Regions from separate parts of the Mus musculus genome. Here region 2 is linked to region 1. The links are chromatin contacts, called in public HiChIP or PLAC-seq maps. All regions are on one chromosome and are shown on one strand. The core of a region is the stretch at or near the end of the contact, and the rest is flanking DNA. Distances in the headings are between cores, read along the strand shown. Region 1 has its middle 120 kb from the start of Edem3. Region 2 overlaps 1700025G04Rik (RIKEN cDNA 1700025G04 gene).

The links. HiChIP or PLAC-seq counts read pairs in DNA pulled down with a chosen protein or histone mark.
Region 2: an RNA polymerase II HiChIP or PLAC-seq map of embryonic stem cells shows a contact between it and region 1, with 14 read pairs. The contact joins two enhancer-like sites. A contact is called at or near these places in 1 of 15 datasets of contacts at CTCF or cohesin (the NIH/3T3 cell line), 3 of 115 datasets of contacts at active chromatin or transcription factors (all in embryonic stem cells) and 3 of 9 other capture datasets (adipose tissue, liver and pancreatic islet).

The regions. Positions count from the first base shown.
Region 1 is chr1:151,875,625-151,880,691 of GRCm38.p6, forward strand. No RefSeq gene overlaps it. Among named protein-coding and RNA genes, the nearest start is that of Edem3, 120 kb to the left of the region's middle. Within about 2 kb of position 2,862, at least 35 of the 459 cell types and tissues checked have an H3K27ac peak or open chromatin away from gene starts, as enhancers often do. A contact at or near this core is called in embryonic stem cells, where this site is marked.
Region 2 is chr1:152,067,573-152,072,639 of GRCm38.p6, forward strand. All of the region lies in intron 1 of 1700025G04Rik (RIKEN cDNA 1700025G04 gene), which reads right to left. Among named protein-coding and RNA genes, the nearest start is that of 1700025G04Rik, 20 kb to the right of the region's middle. Within about 2 kb of position 3,024, at least 9 of the 459 cell types and tissues checked have an H3K27ac peak or open chromatin away from gene starts, as enhancers often do. A contact at or near this core is called in embryonic stem cells, where this site is marked.

The DNA of each region.
Region 1 (5,067 bases), core at 1,612-4,111:
AGGGGAGCGAGGACATCCTTCATCCTGCCTCCACATGGGAAACTATCCCAAGCACATGGTGACTCCAAGGAGGATGCTGTCCAGTTGCCCAGGGAGGGAACACTGCCTGAGGGAGAAGGGACCAGGTTTCCCTAAAGCCCACTGGGATGTCTCCATTAGAGGGTATGAAGAGGATTCTAACAATCTTCAAAAGAAGAAAAAAAGACCCAAAACCACAGCTGCCTAGACTTCAGCTATTTGGGAAAGAAAACCTGGACCCAGGAAATAGCTGAAGCAGACCAAAACTATGTGGTGGGATCCAGGGCAGGGACTTTTAGAGTCAGCGATGCTGTCACAAGCTCTTCTACCTGGAATTGGGGAGCTTGGAAACCAACATAGGGTTATGAGAAGGACAAATGCTGGAGGCCCTGGGTGGGCATCTCTGGCAGGTGAAGTTTCCATGCTGAGAGGCCCATGATGCCCTTGGGATAAGAGATAAAGAGACCGTGGTGCTTACTTGGAGAAGCACCCAGCTTCATGGATCAAACAAACAAACAAAAAACAAACAAAAAACAAATAACCCAGCTCTTTAAGGTAGGGTATGGGAACCTTGGCTGCTATGTCATCATAAATAGACCTTGTTCAGACTAGTTCTTCATTGTTCTCCTCCCCCCTCTTTGCCTTCTCCTTCCCTCCCTTCTTCTCTCGCCCCTGCACTCTCTTCCACTTCTCAAGAACTCATTATTCTTCTGCCCTGGGGATTGGGGTACAGGCAGGGGATTGAGGTGAGGCCTCTTGGATGGCTGCCACCCAAGGAATTACAGGGCAGGACGACAAAACCTCTTAGGGAATTGCAGGTCACTGTGGTCAGGCAGAAGGACTCAAAGAACCAGGTCAGGGAGCTAAGCTGGGGTCTCTGGGTCACCTTGGGAAGGAAGCAGGATGCCTGGACTGAGTGACTCTGGAAGACTGAGAGGGAGGGGAGCACTGATGGGCTTTGTGTAGGCACGAGAGACTCCTCAGAATTTGATTTAGAAAAGTGGCAACAGCCCAGTTACTGGGAGGACTCTATTGATCTGTAGCAGCATTGTAACAAGATACCACAGGGTAAGGGGTTTCTTTTTTTTTTATTAGGTATTTTCCTCATTTACATTTTCAATGCTATCCCAAAGGTCCCCCATACCCACCTCCCCAATCCCCTATCCACCCACTCCCCTTTTTGGCCCTGGCATTCCCCTGTACTGGGGCATATAAAGTTTGCAAGTCCAATGGGCCTCTCTTTGCAGTGATGGCTGACTAGGCCATCTTTTGATACATATGCAGCTAAAGACAAGAGCTCCCGGGTACTGGTTAGTTCATATTGTTGTTCCACCTATAGGGTTGCAGTTCCCTATAGCTCCTTGGGTAATTTCTCTAGCTCCTCCATTAGGGGCCGTGTGACCCATCCAATAGCTGACTGTGATCATCCACTTCTGTGTTTGCTAGGCCCCGGCATAGTCTCACAAGAGAGAGCTATAACTGGGTCCTTTCAGCGAAATCTTGCTAGTGTATGCAATGGTGTCAGCATTTGGAAGCTGATTATGGGATGGATCCCTGCATATGGCAGTCACTAGATGGTCCATCCTTTCGTCACAGCTCCAAAGTTTGTCTCTGTAACTCCTTCTATGGATGTTTTGTTCCCATTTCTAAGAAAGGGTAAAGTGTCCACACTTTGGTCTTCATAAGGGGTTTCTACAGAAAATCGCTGTGTGTGTGTGTGTGTGTGTGTGTGTGTGTATGTGTGTGTGTGTATGTGTGTGTGTATGTGTGTGTGTGTATGTGTGTGTGTATGTGTGTGTGTGTATGTGTGTGTGTATGTGTGTGTGTATGTGTGTGTGTAAGTGTGTGTGTGTGTGTGTGTGTGTGAATACAATCTCATTTTGCAGTCTATACTGGTTTGGAACACTGAATTCATAGCAGCCCTCCTCATTCAGTGTTCCACTGGAGTGCTGGGGTCACAAGTGTGAGCCATCATACTTAGCTTTCAATAGAGCAAATGTAAAATCTGTCCCTTGTAGGTATAAACTGCCACTAATTATAAAAGAAAGGATCCAAGTTTATGAGTTTTTATGAGCCAAGCTGGTTTTGAAGATTCATTTTTTTTCAGTTAGATTTATTAAGGGATAATTAAATAATACAAAATACACCTTTGAATAGTGTTTGATATACTCTGCCTCTAGGGAATGGCTTAGGATCCCTTTGCAATTTCCTCCGTCCAAATCCTCTGCAACACTGATCCGATTCTGTCGTCGTGATTTTCCCTTATGTCATAGAAGGGGAATTGAAGACTGGCACCCTTCACTTAGTCAAATGCTGTGGGTGTTCTTTTGTATTGTATCTCTGAGTAACTCCCCCTTACCATTTTCGTTCTATTATATGGATCTACCATACCTGTTAAGCCATTTTTCAGCTGATGGACATTTGAGTAGTATTTATCTTTTGGAAATCATGAATAGTTGCCATGGAGATTACTGCACAAGTCTTGGGTGGGTGAGATTCTTTCTCTTGAATAAGTAATGGAGTGTGGGATTTTTTGGAAAACATGTCACATAAATGCCCTCAATTCTGAGGTTACAGACACTTGTGACCACACCCAGACTATAGCGTGGGTGCTGGGGTTCAAACTCAGGACCATGTCATGATTGCTCAGCAAATGATCTTACCCACTGAGCCAGCTCCTCAGCTATGAGTTTTTTAGGTAGCTGAGGTTGACTTCTTGGCTCTACCTCCTGTGCCAGGATTACAGGTGTGGAGCAATCCCATCCTGCATCAGCACCATCTATTTAAAGGACAACTGTGCTGGGAGTGGTGGCATTCACTTGTGATCTTGGCAGTCCAGAGAGGCTAAGGCAGGAGAATGGGGAGTTTGAGGGCAGCCCACGCATGCTATTAGTGAGTTTCCTGATCACTCAGAAACAATGATTACTTTGTCTCAAAACAAACAGAAAACAAAAGGCAATGCTTTCCCGGAATGAATTACTGTGACACCTTTGTTTGGAAGCAATTGATCATGAATGGGTGGGTCTGTTTCTGGACTCTTACTCCTAATTATGGTAATCTTAGAAACAGGCTTTGTTATTTCAGTCAACTGGTCAGGTTTTAAATAGACAGAACATTTAGAACCGGTGGCTGTCGGTCTCTTTGGATCTCAGGATTCAAAGCAAACACCATTTGTGTGTGTGTGTGTGTGATGGAAACTCCAGGCAGGCAGGCAGGCATGCCATGCCAGGCTCCAGAGGCTCCCGTTTTGTTCTGAGGAGCAAGCTAATGTTCTCCCGCAGGTGAGCATACATACATCTGTGACTGGGACGTCAATCTGAACCACTCATACCCCAGCAAAACAGGCGGAGGCTTTCTCACAGGTACCCTTCCCTGCACGAAGTTTCTGGTTTACAAGGATTCTAACTCATAACGCAAGAACATCACAGGCTCCAGGACCAGAGTTCTCTGGGAGGAGGTTGAGGAGGGCTGGAGAGAAAGCCAGAACAAAGGCGTAATATTCTAGACGCTTTGCCACCATTATGGCAGCAGGGTCCTCTAGCAGGATGAGCCAGAGCTGAGGCCACGATTGCCGCATGGCCAGCTTCCCTGGGGCTTCTCAGAAAGCCAGCCTTTCAGCTACAGAGCTGCTGCCTGTTCTTAGACGGTGGATTGTTAGCGGGCTCGAAATAGACCATTCATTTTCTTCTTCTTTTAGCACAGAAGGGTCTCACATCTCCAAACACCACCAGGGACCTGAATGTTTCCAGTCAAAACCTTCCCCAGACCACAGACCTCTGGTAAGAGGAAAGGCTTTGGAGGGCAAAGAACCACCCACCAGCCTGGAAACCACAGAGTACACAGGAGACAGAGGCCTCTTGCTCTTAAATACTGGGGGCCTACCACCATTGATCCATAGATGCTATCTTCCCAGTCGGCCTTCCCCCTACTCTCCGCCTCAAGAAATACATCAGTTTGCTAGGTGTGGGGAGCACTGATTGGCTACTAGCTGTCATGTGCTCTCAGAAGCTGCCTGTCACAACCAATCGCGCAGTAAGAACGGAGCACAGTCCTGTGGGGAATGGGTGCGGTTCTTCAGTATCCCTTAGTGCAATAGTCATCTGGTGGATACCAAATCACACGCGTTTCTTGTTTAGAAGAGATCACGTGCTGTTGGGAGCTACGGAGACTTTGGGCCAGACAGGGTCCAGTGGATGCGTGACTTTGTTATGGCAAGAGAGTTGGCAGGAATGGTTTGGGGAGAACCCGGTACAATGCCTGAGATACTAAGATGATGCTTGCAGATCGCTACTGTTTCTCACTCATGAGCCTAAAAGGTTGAGAAGAGAGCCACCAGCTCGGGAAAGCAGCGAGGGAGAAATAAAGGGGAGGAGGGAGAGCCAGGAATTAGTAGGCAGCAGCCATTGTGAGAAGGGCTGCGGGTAGAAACTGCGCGTAATTCCATACCCGTGCCTCAAGGCAGTGCGGATCTACGGCGGAGGGTTTCCGGTGGGATTCAGGATAGGAAGGACATACTTCAGACACCAGTTTCTGTTGAAGGATGGGCAGAGTATCCTAGAAGAAAGGCAGATGAGGAGGTTCTGCGTGGCTCTGGCAGAGGCTGGAGTGATGCCAACGGCATGTCATCCTAAGATGTAAACATGAAGGGTACTAGAGCCGAATGGTGATAAGCAAGGCCTCTGAGTAGAACAAGCCTGAGTTGGTACTGTGTTTCTACCATTTATTGCTGTATGACCTCGGACAAGTTAATCTCTTTGAGGCTTAGTTTCTTTAACTATAAAAGAGTCAGTAGCTATTTCTCTTTTCTTCCTTTCTTCTTTTTCTCTCTTTCTCTCTTTTTCTTTTTCCTTTATTTTTGGCAGCACTTTAGCATTTTATTTATTTATTTATTTTATTATTTTTATAACTTTTTTTCTTATTCACTTTCATCCCACTCACTGCCCCCTCCCAGTCACCAGGAGTGAATTATATGAGCTCACGAGGATGGGTCAGAGGATGGATCTGCTGCCTATGTGATGTGGACTGCCAGTCCACTCTGCCAGTGTTCAA
Region 2 (5,067 bases), core at 1,774-4,273, 190 kb after region 1:
GTGACCCAGGAGCACCCTTTGGTCCTGCCCACTAGACCTCCAAAGCCTCAAAGCAAAGTCCTTAAACCAAGTCCACTTAGCACCTAAATCCTGGAAACTAGACGGACCCTCAGATCTTGGATTTGAGGCCATAAACTGTCCCTTAAGTAAAAAGATTCCAATGTAAACAGACACGTTATCAGTAAAATACAGAAAATCCTCGAGGGTGTTTCTCTAAACTGGAATTATTTCATTTGCATTACCTAGGTAGGGTTCTATGATTGCCCAAGAGAAGAAACACTAGTTGACAGAGATTTTGAGAAAAGAAATATTTTTTTGGTAAATTAAACTTTCATTGTGCCAGATAAAATAAACAACAACAACAAAAAAAAATCAAAAGGAAATAGAAAACCTGATTGCAAATCTTGTTCAATACCATCATAAACCATGAGTAAGTTTTAGTTATATAAAATGAATTATATTCCATTTCAATTTGCAGAAATGCACACACTTGGATATGAACTGACTCTGGCTACACTAAACCTTGTGCTGCTATTACAAATTTGCCTGCTCAGCATCTTCAGCAGTTAGGGTGAAGGCATAAAATCCTAGATCTATTCAAAAAAATCATCCTGTAACCTTCCCAAGACAATTCCCAATCTTTTCTAGGATCTCATCTCTACTATTATCAAACATTGCTCCTGATGCTGTGTTTCTTAGACAAATTATTCACAGGTCTTTTAGCTTACATACTTTTTTCCCCCAGCCATATCAATAAATCTCTGAAATAAGAAGAAACTTGCAGCTTACTTTTCTAGATAATATAAAACTTTTTTCCCCCTAGCTCCTTCTGCTAAAAAGTATTGACTGTTCCCTTGGCCCACAGTGGAAGTAAGAGATGGAAGCTGGACATCTGCCTACATTTTGTGTCTACAGACTTGACTTTGGCTGAAGGCACAGAGCCGTCATTGTCCTTTACCCTTCCTCTTAGAATCACCTTGGATTCCAGGAACTTCAAAGCCTCCCAGGACAGACCACCCAACAGATGAAGGTAATTACCCATGGGAGACAAGCTGACCCAGGAATGCCTCCTGAAAACCAGCTTATCCCCACAAGCAATAAAGACTTCCTTATTAATACTAGTTTTAATAATGGGTGTGGAGAGTGGTCAGTGCACGTGAGTGCCTGTGTCCTGAAGCCAGGGGGCATCAGGTGGAGTTTCAACCAAACTCAGATCCTCTACATGAGCACTATAAATCCTTCTCCAGACCCAAAAGGGCTTCTTTAACTACCTTTCAGAACCAGAACGGAGAAAATGATCGACCAGACCCCACCTTGACCGGGACTGTGTAAGTACTGTTCCCTTGGTTTCTTCTCTAAAGCACACATTGGTCACGGTGGGACAATGGGCTTGGGGGTCAGTGGACCCCTTTATTTGTCCCTCTTACAGATGCCATCATAGTGAATAAAACCTTCTGTTCTCCACTGCCCATTTATTTAATTGCATACAGGGGACAGTCTGTTGGGGCGTCTAGAGATAGGCCTTTGCCATAGAAACTCTGTTACAGGTGTTATTTTAAATTTTTAGACAAATTTTATTTCAGTTGATATTGAAAAAATAAATTTCCTAGCACCTCTATAACTTCTTTTCCATAGAGAATGTTTAATAGATCACTTTTGTTTCTCATAAGCTTGCCGATATTTCATCCTTTATCCCCATTCTGCTGTATCTCTTTCCCTGCCCTCACACAAATTTATATAAATGCTTGGATTCTCTTTTGCCAGTAGCTTCTCGGCTGTACTGCTAGGGGAAAGGCATAAATAAGAGAAAAGCCAACTGGGGGTATGGCTAAAACCGTAGGATATTACTCAATAACTCGGAATGGTAGAATATGAAACAATAAGTCCTTGGGGCTCCTGGAGTCAACACATCATTTAATTCAATTCAGTCTATATTTGTCACGCCCACTGTGAGCCTGGTATGGTGCTAGGTGAGAGATGAGCTACCCACATAGGCAGGGCAAAGCCCTCATTCCGCAAGAAATTAATTACTGTTCTGGAAGGAGTTGGTAATTCATGACCAAGACAATGCTAATACTTTGGCAAAGCTCGCTTTCTTTCTGTTTGAATTTGCCAGGACCCGTGAAGAAACCCTTCAATCTGGGACACGGGGGACAGAAGTTGCCTTTAAATCCCACCGAGCTCATTTTCCGCCGATTTCCCCTCCCCTTCCTTTAAGTCCACAGTCCACATTCCCATCCTCTAGGAGGTTCACTTTGTTTCATTTACCTCCTTTTGTTTCATTTACTTTGTTTCATTTACTTTGTTTCATTTACTTTGTTTCATTTAGTGTGAAGAGATTTCTTCCTACAATAGGGAAAGATCAGAATCAGATCCAGCATGAGAGGAACCTAACCAGCAAAGAACAAAGAATAGTCTGTGGAGTGGGCGTGGGGATGCGGCTGGACCAAGGGGAGACGCCCAGCAAGAGCCTATCAATCTTAGGCAACCGCAGGCTGAGGTTCCCCCAAATTGCAAAGGATCTGTTTTTTGTACACTGAGTAAATGTGAAGGGAAACTAAAACAAAACAAAACAAACACCAAAAAATAAAAATAAAATAAACAAAAACAAAAGCAAGCAAACAAAAAGACAAAAACCAAAACCAAACCAACCAACCAACAAGATGGCAGTGTTGGGTGCTAAAGCGATGGCTCAGCAGTTAACCGAGTATACTGCTCTTACAGAGGACTAGTTAGCTGCCAGCATCTGAGTCAGGCAGGTTTACAACCGCCCGGAAAACCAGCTCCAAAGGAATCCAACACCTCCAATCTCTGTGGTCGCCTACCCCAAGTGCACAAACCATCCCTGAACCCCCTCCAGCACACACATAATTTAAAATAGTAAGTCTAAAAAAAGAAAATGGAGACCGTTGGGAACTACCCACGGCTCACCTTTCTCCAGAAATGGCTCTAGGTAGTCTCCTGTAGAATGACACTGCCATCTAAGCCCACTGGGTCACAGTGAGAACAGCAAAAGGCACAGACTTTCTGAGTGAGCATTGTAGCGTTGGATAAAAGGCCCCTAATGTGTTGTTTTTGTTATGCATGAGACTTCATCAGCTTGGGTTGTAAGAGAAAGCTGGTGTAATCTGATGTTTCCAATCGTTTCCAACAGCCATTTCAAATGTCAGAGAATCCCCTAAGGGAGACAGAGCCTCTGGAAAGCATGCCTTTGCATTCTGTCCAGCTAGCACTACCCATGACTTTGCCCTTTTCCATGCTCTTATCAGGGATCCTTCTCTGTAAGAAATCAACAGGTTTTTGTTTTTGTTGTTGTTTTAAATCCCTTTTTGATAGAACACTTTTTTTTTTTTTTTTGAGACAGCGTCTCTCAATGTAGCCCTGGAACTCTCTAAGTAGACTACGCTGGCCTTGAACTTACAGAGATCCTCCTACTTCTGCCTCCTAAGAGCTGGAATTAAAGAGGTACACCACCATGCCTGGTGATAGTTATCATTTACTTTATAGTTAAATTTAGCAAAGCTCCAAGCCCTAACAAATGACCCCATCACAATCCACTGTTGGTTTAGATTTGAATGAAAGAAAGAAGAGAGAGAGAGAGAGAGAGAGAGAGAGAGAGAGAGAGAGAGAGAAGTCACAGCAATTCTGCAGTGTTTTCCCACTGCTACGGGGATGCTGGAGTCTTCTTCATAGGCAGGAGCTCACACAAACCTTCTGAACTCTGTGCCTGCTATGGAATCAATTGACCGAGATTTTTGGGTTCCCTCAGCTGCCCATCTAGTCACTGAAAAGTAGTGTTTCAGCTCAGTATTTATGTTTAATTTGCAGAAACACCACCACCAAAAACAAGCCATTCCCCACTGTGATGTAACAATATTAACATTCACACACTTCCCGGTTTTAATAGAGCAATTTTAATGTTTTACAAAGTGTACTGAGTCATCTACCTACTCAGCAGGGAGATGCGAGAATTGCTGCCGTTTCTATTTAGTCTTCTCCTCCCTGACTGCCTAATCTTAGTATTATTGGTCTGTTAATCCTCCAACTACTCTGAGTAGTATCAGTCATTTGAGCTAACAAGGTTAGAGGCCAGGTTAATAAGATGTGAGAACCAGAAGCCAGACTCCCAGTGCTACCTGATGGCCTTTAAATGCTCCTTCTCTCCCAGTATCCATTATCCCATCTGCCCAAAGAGTACAAGGACCAGACCCTCCCTGCAACTGTAAACTCTTCCTTCCATCATGACTCTTCCAACACATGCACGCACAGACACACACACACAACACACACAAACACAGACATACAACACACACACACTCACACACAACACACACAGACACACAACACACACAGACACAAAACACACACAGACACACAACACACACAAATACATACACATAAACAGACACATAACACACACACACAACACACACACACAATTTCTACATACTTGATAAAAAGGTGCCTATGTCAAATATAACACTCGTGTGGCATCTCAGCCTCCATGTATAGTTTGCCAGAACTATACATATATATCGTATCCTGTCTTAAACATTCTTGTCTGCTTTTCCTCATTCCCACAAACGCCATGATGCTTTAAAGGGAACAGGGATGTATTAAAAACCTCTTTATTAAAGCTATCAAAGCAACCCAAGATGCTGTCTTGTGTTTGCTTGAGAGGAAAGTGTGTTTCTCTTTCTAGATGAGCAGACGCTGGGTTAGCAGATGCATGCGCTGCACAAGTGAACTGAGTGGAGCTTGACATGGGGCTCCTGGGGATGGATTCATTTAGCTTGGAAGGAAAACATCATCTGAAAGATTTTCTTAGTTTTTCACATTAACAGCTACCAAATAAATGTATATCCATTCAATTATAGGAAATACCATCTATGTATATATTTAATTTTTTTCCTCACTTGTTTTGAACACATACAATATGACAACCACAGTTAGTTCTACAGCAAAGATTGAACTCCACGAAGCAATCAGGGTGTAGAGACAAGGACAGAGGGGAAGGGCTCATTTACTGTTACATGTATCCACATTTGAACCAGCCTCCACAAGGCT